Regions from separate parts of the Macaca mulatta genome. Here region 1 is linked to region 2. A link is a contact called in public Hi-C data. All regions are on one chromosome and are shown on one strand. Each heading gives the region's core, a stretch centred on a gene start, on an enhancer-like site or on the middle of the called end of the contact. The rest is flanking DNA. Distances are from core to core; before and after follow the strand shown. Region 1 holds the start of EDEM2 (ER degradation enhancing alpha-mannosidase like protein 2). Region 2 holds the start of GGT7 (gamma-glutamyltransferase 7).

What was found. Hi-C and Micro-C count contacts between places; a contact is called where the count stands out from the background.
Region 1: a contact with region 2 is called in a Hi-C map of fetal cortex germinal zone, with 2.6 times the contacts expected there. The contact joins the promoter of EDEM2 here to the promoter of GGT7 in region 2. A contact is called at or near these places in 2 of 14 Hi-C or Micro-C datasets (fetal cortex germinal zone and liver).

Annotation. Positions count from the first base shown.
Region 1 is chr10:87,940,654-87,943,365 of T2T-MMU8v2.0, forward strand. It overlaps EDEM2 (ER degradation enhancing alpha-mannosidase like protein 2), which reads right to left and starts at 1,381. Exons shown (of 11, transcript NM_001261036.1): 1 at 1,238-1,381; 2 at 898-1,008. The coding sequence starts at 1,344.
Region 2 is chr10:87,666,668-87,669,367 of T2T-MMU8v2.0, forward strand. GGT7 (gamma-glutamyltransferase 7) reads right to left here and starts at 1,290. Exons shown (of 15, transcript NM_001267003.1): 1 at 1,088-1,290. The coding sequence starts at 1,256.

The sequences.
Region 1 (2,712 bases), core at 131-2,630, 270 kb after region 2:
GAATTTGCCATTTGTATTTACTTTGTTGCAACTTAAAAAAATAAAAACCATCACAAGTTTTGAGTTTAATTTCTCTCGACCTTAGCACATTCGTGTGTAAAACAGGGATAATGACACCTAACTCGTATGGGGTATTAAGATAATTAAAGGAGATGACACAGTAAAATGTTTAGCACAGTGTTCAATCAATGCCAGCTTCAGCTAATGCAATGATTCTTCACTCAGCAAGGAATAAGCCAGTGAATTCCAGCTCTCATAGATTTTTATTCTAGTGGGAAGGAGAAAGACAAACCAGTAGATAAGTGAAAATGAGAGTATCAAAGAGAAGTGCTACAAAGAAAATAAAACAGGTAACTTGTGAGAGTGACTTAAAAGGGAGTCGTGGGTCGTTAGGGAAGCGGATGCTGAGGAGGTGACTACTGAGCTGAGATCTGAATGACAAGCAGCAGCCAGTTATGGGAGGAAAACCGGGAGAGTGTATTTCAGGCACAGGGAACACCAACTACAAACAGTTAAGTTTTAGGAGTGTCACACTCCTTCCTCGACCTGAATGCCCACCTGCACAATGAAAGGGTTGGGTTTTCTAATTCTTGGAGCCCTTCCACGGTTTCTTGTTACTCCAGAAATTGCCTATGTCCCCACAGCTGGTGCCTGTTACTGCTGGCGCTGAGCCCAGTGATCCAGCCCACCCGGCTAATCTAGGACTTTTTTTTCACTGAGAGAGGCTAAATGGATCCTGGAGGTGATAGCAAGAATTGGAGGGAGCGCGGTTGTAGCTCATCTGGGGGCTTTCCGGTGCCGGTGAGGAGACCATGAAGCCAGCAGCCCCAGTTGACCCGCCCGCCTAGGCCCGGAGAGTCAGACCCTGGCCGCCCCTTGCCCCTCCGCTCGCACTACCTGCCCCAGGTGTCGTGCCCGTCACAGGTGAGAGGTCGTAGCTCATCGAAGGGAAAGGCATTCTCCAGGTAGCTGTCGTAGGCGTGGTAGAACATGGCCTTGACTCGCTCCCTGGGCGTGGGACGAGAAATCAGGCATGGGGCCAGAACACAAAAACAAGCAGGGGAAGAACAAGATACAGGGCGGAAAGTGGGAATCACTAGCTGATTTCTGCCTGGGACCTAGCGGCGGGGTCCGAGCAAGTCGGGGTAGGAGACCTGGGATGGACAGAAAGGGAAGGGACCCGGTTCGCGCATCCCATTCCCCAATTGCGAAAGGGCGGGAACCTGGCCTCCTTCACCTGTAGTGGGCGGGATCTGGCGCGGAGCCGTCGGGACCTGGCGCACCATGGTGCAGAGGCAGCAGCGCGCACAGGAGGCCGAGCGAGATGAGCAGCCGGAAAGGCATAGAGCTCGCGTCCTCTCAGCGCCGCCGCCGCAGCAGCAGCCACTGCAACCAGCTCATCCTGGGAGCTGCTGCGGGTTCTTCCGGGGACCCGCGCCACTGCGCCTGCGCGCTGAGAAATCAGCCTCTCACTTCCGGACTACAAGCCCCGGAATGCAATGGGCAGCGAAACGTGGCCGAAGAGCAACTTGGGATATACGGTTTCGGAAACACTGATCAACGTGTCTTAAAGACAGTGGCTGTTGTTACTACTGTTATTAATTAGTGTTTTAATAATAACAGCTAGCGTGCATTGAGCACTTATTGTGTACTAGTACTGTACGGAGCATTTAAAATGCATTCTATCATATTTGTTTCAACAACCTTATTAAGCATGAAGGCTGGGTAAACATGAGAAATGTTCAGCCTCTACCATTATTATGTAGCAGAAGGAGCCGCAGACAAAACTCAGACGCCGGGTTAAAGAAGGAAGGAGCTTTAATCGGCTGGGAGCGTGGGCTGACTCAAGTCTCAAAAACCGAGCTCCCCGAGTGAGCAATTCCTGTCTCTTTTAAGAGCTTACAACTCTAAGAGGGTCCGCCTGAGAGGGTCGTGATTGATTGAGGAAGCAGTGGGTATGTGCCTAGGGGCTGCATGCACCGGTAATCAGAAGGGAACAGAACAGGACAGGGATTTTTACAATGCTTTTCCATACAATGTCTGGAATCTATAGATAATATAACCGGTTAGTTCAGGGCTGGATCTTTAATTACCAGGCCTGGAATGCAGCGCTGGGCTGTCTGACTACTGATTTAACTTCTGTCTTTAACTCCTACTTTTTATTTGAGGCAGAAATTGGGCATAAGATAATATGAGGGGTGGTCTGCTCCGCTATTTAGGGATATTAAGCTTCCCAAACCAGTTACTTGTTGATTGTATAAGATACAACTCACATTTATTTGTCCAAAACTTCCACTTTTTTTTTTTTTTTTTTTATCTCTTGCATTTTCTGATGCTGTCACTCTTGAGGTTTCCTGAAATCCCTTCAGTTCTAGAAATTCATGACATTTCTTTCCTTCCACTTTGGGATGTGGTTACACAATCACGGTCCCTTCAGTCTCCATCTCAAACCGGAAGCTTACCCCTATCAGCCCTGTAGAATGTCTTAGGTAAGAATGAATACCTTGGTCAGGCGCGGTGGCCCAAAGCCTGTAATCCCAGCACTTTGGGAGGTTGAGGCGGGTGGATCACCTAAGGTTAAGAGATCGAAACCAGCCTGGCCAACATGGTGAAACCCCGTCTTTACTAAAAATACGAAAATTAGCCAGGCGTGGTGGTGGGTGCCTGTAATCCCAGCTACTGGGGAGGCTGAGGCAGGAGAATCGCTTGAAA
Region 2 (2,700 bases), core at 40-2,539:
ATAGAGTGCAGTCCAGTCAGGTTGGCAAGGGCTGCTGGTGAGGGCCAGATGACCAGAAAGTGTAGAGGAGAAGAGAATTTGGGGCTCTCAGACTGGGAGCAGCTAGGGAAGGGCCAGGCCGGAAAAGCAGCATCTGCCAGGCTGGGAAGAGACAAGGCACAAGTGCAGGCACTGCGAGGAAGCGCGAGTGAGGTAGAAGGATGCTCTAATGCCAGGAAGTGACGTGCAGGGACAGAGGGATGGGGGATGAAGGATGAAGAATGGAGGAGAGGATGGAGCTGGGCCACATGGCTAGGAGGAAGAGCAGCACGGAAGGAATGCACAGAGAGCTCTTTGCCCCCAGGTTCTTCCAATCCCTGTCTCCTCCCTCTCTACTCCCACTTCTCACAATTCCAGCAGAGGGCTGAGGGGAACACAGTAAAATTCTGGAGACTGCTTCCTAGCGAGCAGAGTACCTTACTAATACCCCGGCCAGATCCATGGCTTGGGGAGAGGTGGGGTAATCCACAGGACAGTGAAGGCGTTCTAGTCCCCAAGGACTTTGAGAGGTCATGCAGTCCATGCCTCAGTCTCCCAATACCCAGCAGAGGGGAATCATATTCTCTTTACCCCTCCCTACACATGAAGAGATTCTCCGCTTCTCTCAGACCCTCTGCTTCCCACAATCCCTGGCTGTGGGGAACTTCTCTTAAGGCATAGATTGGATCCCTCTTGCTGCAGTCTCTGACTTGGTTTCTCGTATCCTGTCCTCTGTGGCTAGAGAAAGGCCTCTTCTGGGTGATCACAGAGGTTCCTTAGGATCTCCCCTCCAACATTCCTTCATCCTTAGTTGGTTCTTCCCAGAAGGTAAGCCCAATCCCTTCTACTGCAGTCCCTAGCACACTCCCCGTTGTCGCATCCTACGCCTCCAAGGCAGAAATGCACCCCTTCCCCACCAAATAATTAACAGAGACAAGGGAGAAGAATGGAGAGGTCCAAGAAGATGGGAATGAATTAAGGAGATGGAGCTGGAGGTGGATGCTCTACACAGAAGAAGGAAGACCGGGACTTCCCAAGGCAGGGCAGGGACGGGGCCAGCGGGCCTCACCGGTGTCGGGGTCTCCCAGAAAGGCGTCCTCGTCCTTGCGGCCCCTCAGCGGGGCCGCGGGCGCCGGCTCGTCCTCGGGCAGCCGCGGGAAGCTGGTGATGCTCATGTAGTCCACTGGCGAGTAGGCGCCCAGGGCGCTCTCCTGACTGGCCTCGTTCTCCGCCGCCATCCTCGCCCGCGCCCCCCAGCAGCGCAGCGCCTGCCGGAAGTGGCTGCGGTGAGGGAGTGGGAGGGCGGAGGGCGGGGCCTGAGCTTCGGGACAGCCGGGAGGGGGCGCCTCACCCCGCCCTTGGCTGTGTCCCGGGCTGACTCGCCCCCGCCTGCTCAGCGCTGTCAGCCTGCAGCTGGCACGCAGGTGCGCGTAGATGGAGAGCCAGGAAGGCAGCGCAGGGTCGAGGGGAGAGCGCGGAGCAAGTGAGACTTCAGTGGCTCTGCACTTTACGCAGCTCAGGGACCAAACCCGTTCCTCCTTCCAGTCTGAATCCAGCTAGTATCCTCCTCAAATCCCGGGCTTCCTTTTCGGACCCCAGACCCTTTCACTGACCGCAAATCCCTCTAGACCCCGATCCTGTCTCTGACCCCAAACTCCTCGGACCCCGGACCCCTCCTTGAACTCCGAGATCCCCCTCCTCCGATTTTAGACTCCTCCTCCGACCTTAGACCTCTTTTTCGACTTCAGACTCTGTCTTCACCCGCAGGCCCTTTTGAAAACCCCAGCCCATACTTCGTCCCCAGGCCTCTTTGACTGCAGACTCCTCTTTGGAGAACAGTTCCCTCCCCTGACCTCAGATCCCTTCCCGTACCCCGACACTTCTGACTCCTCTTTCAACCTCATTCTCAAACTTTAGTGTGTGTTAGGGTCTTTGAAAGCGGATCCCCAGATTCCACTCCAGAGGTCATGATTCAGTAGGCTGGGATGAGGTCCTTGGAACCTGAATATTTACCATCATTTTAAGAGTTTTTGATGTGGTTCTGGAAAGGACACTTTGAGAAAGAAGGAGTGGTGGTAGTGGTGGTAGGGCAGGAATGGGCCAAGGTGGGGAATAGGTCTCCATAGTCTAAATGTCTGGGTTCTATTCTGCTACCGCTCAAACACTGTGTAATCTTGGGCAAGACAATTAATCTCCCTATCAGTTTCCCCATCTGTGAAATGGAAAGAATAATAGTACCCAATTTAGAGGGTTGTCATGAGGATTAAGTAACAGAATGAAAAGCAATTTGTATAGGGCTTGGCACCTACTCAATAAATGGCATCATCATCATCATCATCATCATCATCATCATCATCATCATTGCCTTAATCTGGTAAACTCATTCCCTCCAAACCCATCCATCCTCTCTCCACTTAGAAATTCCAACCACACTACAGCTTGTACTACTTCTCCATATCCAAGGATGAGGGAGGTTCCTTCTCTTACGAGGTCTCTGGTCCAAACTTTCATTGTGAAGTCCACAGGAAGAGAGAGGGGGCTGGTGAAGCCTTTATACACACATTCTTTCTCTTCCCAACCCCAGACCAGTCTCGGATAGCCTGAAGTGCTTGAAAAATCTACTATACGCACAGCAGCTGCAGTAGCAACTATAGACAGGAGGGGGAAGCAGTGTGTCGGGAA